Linked DNA regions of Muntiacus reevesi: region 2 is linked to region 1. A link is a contact called in public Hi-C data. All regions are on one chromosome and are shown on one strand. Each heading gives the region's core, a stretch centred on a gene start, on an enhancer-like site or on the middle of the called end of the contact. The rest is flanking DNA. Distances are from core to core; before and after follow the strand shown.

What was found. A called contact is a pair of places that touch in the nucleus more often than the background predicts.
Region 2: a Hi-C map of blood shows a contact between it and region 1, with 2.6 times the contacts expected there. The contact joins the promoter of PPM1B here to the promoter of PREPL in region 1. A contact is called at or near these places in 2 of 3 Hi-C or Micro-C datasets (blood and muscle).

Annotation. Positions count from the first base shown.
Region 1 is chr3:76,084,816-76,087,512 of mMunRee1.1, forward strand. PREPL (prolyl endopeptidase like) reads left to right here and starts at 1,331. Exons shown (of 15, transcript XM_065929351.1): 1 at 1,331-1,621. It overlaps CAMKMT (calmodulin-lysine N-methyltransferase), which reads right to left and starts at 1,092. Exons shown (of 10, transcript XM_065927376.1): 1 at 855-1,092. The coding sequence starts at 992.
Region 2 is chr3:76,264,673-76,267,369 of mMunRee1.1, forward strand. It overlaps PPM1B (protein phosphatase, Mg2+/Mn2+ dependent 1B), which reads right to left and starts at 1,373. Exons shown (of 7, transcript XM_065929358.1): 1 at 943-1,373.

The DNA of each region.
Region 1 (2,697 bases), core at 81-2,580:
AAGTAGCTGAGAAACTCTTCTCAAAACACAAATCAGAAATGCAAAGTGTCCTACTGAATAAAGGTTTCAGCAGGAAACCCCAGGCAGAAGTATAACATTGAGATAGCAACAACAGAGTTCACTTCAAGCACTTTGGCAAAGAGTGTCAGTGATGTCAAATAAGAAAATGTTCAAACTGGCACACCACTGAAGTTACCAGCAACAGCGGCATCTTCGAAGTGCTAAAAGATAACCGCCAGTAAACAGCACCAGAGACGCCAAGGATTCCACTGATCACTTCAAACTACAAGATAAACAAGTAACTATCGCGTGAAAGAGAAGGGGTGGGCGGGGGCAGCTTTTACAACTCCCTCGGCTCTCAGCTCCACGGAAGAGACCCAAGCAACACGTGCAACGTCACAGTCCCTACACAGTCAACCACGCTGATCACCAAGAGAGGGGCCAGATTTGGGGCTAGAAACAGGCTAGGAGTTAAGAAGCAAGGAGAAGAAACCAGGGGAAGAAAGTAAAACAGAAGCAGAAAAGAGCAGTGTGGGCTGCGGAGCGGCGGTTTCACCAACCCTACTGGCGGGCAAGAAGAAAAGTCCCCCAGATGCAGACTAATGTCTAGGAAGGAATCTTCTACTTCTATCGGAAGTTTCCCAGGACTCAGCTTTGGCTGCCCCCTCTCTACCGATGTCACCTGATGCCTCCCTTTTTGGTGGGACCCGTAGGTGAACCAAGGGGGCGCTCCTCAGGCGGCTCCGGGTAAAATTGTGAGGGAACTCCCCGAGCTTCCAAGGGTAGAGGAGCTACCGATTGCTTGCGAGGGGAGTGGCCAGAGGCAACAGTGAATTAAGAGGGCTCTCCCTTACCTGCCGCAGGAGCTTCCACCGGGCGGCACCCAAGGGCGCCGAGGCTGCGGGTCCCGGAGCGGGGCCGCTGTCTGTCTGGCCCTCGCCTGCCGTCTGCTCTGCTTGGCCGGCGGCGGCGTCAGAGACTTGAGATTCCATCCCGCTAGAGGCTGTTATACCCGAGATCCCGCCGCCACAGCTCTCCCCTGCCAGGACCTGACTGCTTCTTCCCAGTCAGGACCTGTGATGCCAGGCCTCCCTCCCGCTGCCCTAGCTCCCGAGCCCTCCCCGAATGCCGCATTTCCGGTAGTCGCGTCCCCTTAGCAACCGGGGCAGCGCGACTGTCGCCACTGCACCATTTTGCTGGTGGCCATCTTGAGTGAGGGCAGACCAGCGGGTGCGAGAACTGTGGCAAATCTAGCGCCACCCTGCCCTGTTTTGTTCTCCTCTCTCCTGTTTCATCTCGAGTTCTGAAGACTAACAAAGATGCAAAAGATTTGTATTTTGAGCAATAATGATCTCAGAAGGAGAAAAAAAAATCCATTCCTGACCACAATAAAGATGGTGGAATCTGCTTAGAGCTCGTGCTAGTTGGGGGTTACGTAGAACACGTGCTGCAAACTAGCTCTCGGCGACACTGGGTAGGCAGTGGTTCTGCTAGCTGCAGAACGCAGACTTCGGCAGGACGCGATCGAGGTGACAGCTGCACTCCTTCCTGAGAGCTTCGGGTCCTCTGGGCGTGCCTTTACTCGTTTCGGTATCTAGAGCCAGGCTGACTTTCAATTTGCGTACGTATTGGGGGGCGTAGGCCGGGGGTCTCGTCCCTTCACCCCTTCCTCTCCCCATCCAGCCATCCCTCAGTCCTTTAGTCCTAGCTTTTTGACTGATGTCACTTAACTGAGTGACACATGATACCACTCTCTGCCTCGGATGCACAGGGAAAACGAATAGGTTCTCCCAGGAACACCCGTGTGTCTGCCCTACCCCCATCGTTAACCTGCTGTCTTCTCCCTGCGGGTGGAAGATGGGTGGATGGAGGCTGCCGGCAAGGATGTAGTAATTTGGAGCCTTTTATTTTCTCACACTTTATTTAATTTATTTGGTTTTGCTGGTATCGGCTGCTCATTCCCTATTTCTTTCTTTTTTTTTTTTTTCATTCCCTATTTCAACTCTCCTTTATTTTGCTGCTTCGTAGCGGATCCGAGCTGTGGTAAAGCTGACGCAGTATTTTCCCTTTGCTACCCAGAAACATTTTGTGGAAGACTTTCATGATGACATTCAACAGTGTGCAACATATCTAGATATTTCCTATCCCAAAAATAGTAGCCAACGGTTACCGAGTGGTTACTGTGTTCCAGGCACTTTATTAAGAGTTAAACATAAATTATTGTTTCATTCTTAGAACTACTCCATAGTTAGTGGGGTCATTATCTCTGTTTTGCACATGACTAAACTAAGCACAGGTGGTAAGTGCAGGAGTGAAGACCTGAACCCAGGTTTCTCTGACTTCACTACTCACTAGCTTTACTTACCTTGCTATATAGGTTAAAAAGAAAGGGCTTTCCAACAGAAGACGGATGGCATCACATTTCTTGTGTGCATCCTGAAGTGTTTTTTGCAACTAAAGAGCTAATTCCCTTTTTAACATCAAAGTCCAGTTGTTTTTATTTGCAGATAGACATTCCTCTATCACTTTCTGTCAAGGTGACCTGGGGTAGTTGCTTAAACTTCCCTAAGCCACAGTTCGCTCACCTGTAAGATCAACATAAGAGCTACTCTATCAGGTTTCTATGAAGTTTAAATTAGATCAAGAATATAACAGCATCTGGCATGTAGGAAACACTCAATAAATACTAATCCCTGC
Region 2 (2,697 bases), core at 123-2,622, 180 kb after region 1:
GTTGTTATGTCTTCTTTCTAAAGTTTCCAAGTTGTTTTTAAGCCAACTTGAATACTGATGAATGTGAGTCGCTATTAAACGCTATTAAACGCTTAAAATGGGCAAATGTTCTAGAGCTATCTGACATTGGAGGTCATGCAACTTGAAAAATGAAATACTACTTCCAAAACTCACTGAGCTCTTCATTTTTAAAAGAACCTCAGGGCTATTTCCACACTGTGTATTTAAAAACACAATTTTTAAAAAGGATGTTAGGCTCGGTTAATTAAAAAACTGATCTGCCGCTTAAAACTGTTGAGTCTATTATTAATGGGCCTCTGGTAGATATGGAATACTGACGATAGTAGGTAGCTTCACTGGTAAAAAGATAGACATCAGAAAAGGACTGCTGGGCAAAGCAGGGAAGGAAGCCCGGAGTCGGCTGAGAAGAGAAAGAGAAACGACTTAAAGTCACTAAGGAAAGGAGGTGGTGAGACGCAGAAGACAGAAGAGCGAGAAAGAAGATTTAACAAGGAAGTGAAGTGGAGCGCAAAGGGCAGAAGCTAATGAGGAAACAAATGGGAAAAGGTAGTGTTTTCATATAGGCATGCACCAGGAAGGAACGAGTTAAGGCCTGGAGTAGCCTCACTGCTTTCAGATGATAGAGATGCTCGCAGAGAACAGGAACAAGCAGTTTACTTTCAGACGTTGAAGCAAACTAAAATTCCCGGCCCCGAGCCTCTCCCAGCCTCGGACGAGCGCGGAGGCGGCGGCTGGGGAAGGGGCCTAGCCAGGAGCCAGGCCCGGCGTACCGCTCCCCCGGGCTCCGCGGCCCAAGGAAAGAGACGAAAATTAGGTGGGCAGAGATCCCAGCCGAGGCTCGGCGGCACCCCGAAAACGGTCCGGGGCCTCCGAGGTGTCCGCGAGCCCTTTCCCCTTCGGCGGGTCGCTCAGCGGCCTTACCTGGGGCGAGGGAGAGAGGCGAGGTCTAGGGCGTCCGCTCGCGACCGCCGCAGAGCCCCCCTGCTGCACTCAGCCCAGGCTTCCAACGGAGGCGCAACCCTGCCTCAGCCGCCGCTTCCCGCTCGGGGTCTCGGCCACCGCCTCCGCCGCCTCCGGGGCTGTTTACACCCTCGGGCCCCGCACGCCGCCGCCGCCGCCGCTGCCGCCTTCTCTCCACCCTAGCGCCGCTGCCGATTCGGCCGCCGCCACCTCCTCCGCCGCAGCCTCGTCTCTCTGGAGCATCTTCCAGCCACCAAACCCTGAGAAACAGAGACTCCAGCCGCGCCGGCAGGAAACTCCCCCGCAACTGCTAGGGGGACGAGGCGGTCAGAGCACCGGCGGCTTTTCCGCCATTGAGCAGCAGCCGCTCCGCTCCTTCTGCAACCCCCTCCCCGCACCCTGTCCTTCCCCGCCCCTCGAAGAGCCCCGCCCCCGTTCCCACCCATTGGGACGCCGCGCGGCCTCTCACTGAAGCCGGTTGGCTGGCCGGCCCGTCAATCACCGCCCTCCCAGTCCGGCAGCCCCAGTACCTCCGTCCTTAGTTTTCCCCGCCCACAAGGCCCCGCCCCTGGGTTCTTAATTTCCCATTGGACACAAGTGACCATCTTCAATTGGCAAGGTCAGCTATCCATCAAACACCGCCCACTGAGTGAGACCCAACCCTTCATTACCCTTTACTTCATTCAGCCCCGCCTCTGCTATGCCTCCCAGACGTCAGGACCAACCCACGCTAACAGCCATAAGTAGAGACCGTCGTCAATCAAGTAACGCCCACCTGCGCTCTGCCTCTCAGAGCCCAGACCCTAGCGATTCACTTTTCTTATTGGCCCAAGTGGTGGCCCGAACTTTCAATCATTGGCTTTCTTTACATGTCTGTCACGAAACAATTTCCAAGTCCGTCACACCGGCTTTTTTTAAATAAACGCGCAAAAGGCGGGGAAGTATTCGAAAAGCGATTGGCTAGTCCTCCAAAACGGTCAAACCCAGAGAGTCTGTGTGGAGCCTTTTCGTTCTGCGAGGACCGTGCCCCTTTATTTTTGACCTCTAAGCCTTGCGTAAAACCCAACGCCATAAAGGAGCCAATGGGCTGTCCAATTATAGGTGTGGAGGCCTAGTCCCACCCGGAATTGCAGGGGGTTCGCTGCTGATTGGCAAACAAAGTCCTACTAGGCCCTCATTGGAAGATATAAACGCCTCTCTTAAACGTAGAGACGAGAAGGATGGCGCAGAAGAAGCGATCCAAGGAGAGGCGGTTGTTTTGCTTTAGCCAGCGGGTGGGGCGCACGCGGGAGAGGGAATCTCAGAAGGCAGGGCTCTGGGGGAGGTGGTGCGGGGAGGAGAAAGGCCCGGATGTTCCCTAACAATGAAATCATCGCCGACCAATCAGAGCAGCTGCACTGGAATACCTGCCTGACCTGTCACCATAAGGGAAGAGAAGGAGTTAGCGGGAAATTGGGGTGTCTGGAGAGGCCAAAAAGCGATGTAAGAAAATGAGACAGGTGATTTCTTCGGAAGGATTCTGTGCTGTTGCTGCTGCTACTGCTGCTAAGTCGCTTCAGTCGTGTCCGACTCTGTGCGACCCCATAGACGGCAGCCCACCAGCCCCCCACCCCGTCCCTGGGATTCTCCAGGCAAGAACACTGGAGTGGGTTGCCATTTCCTTCTCCAATGCATGAAAGTGAAAAGGGAAAGTGAAGTCGCGCAATCGTGTCCGAC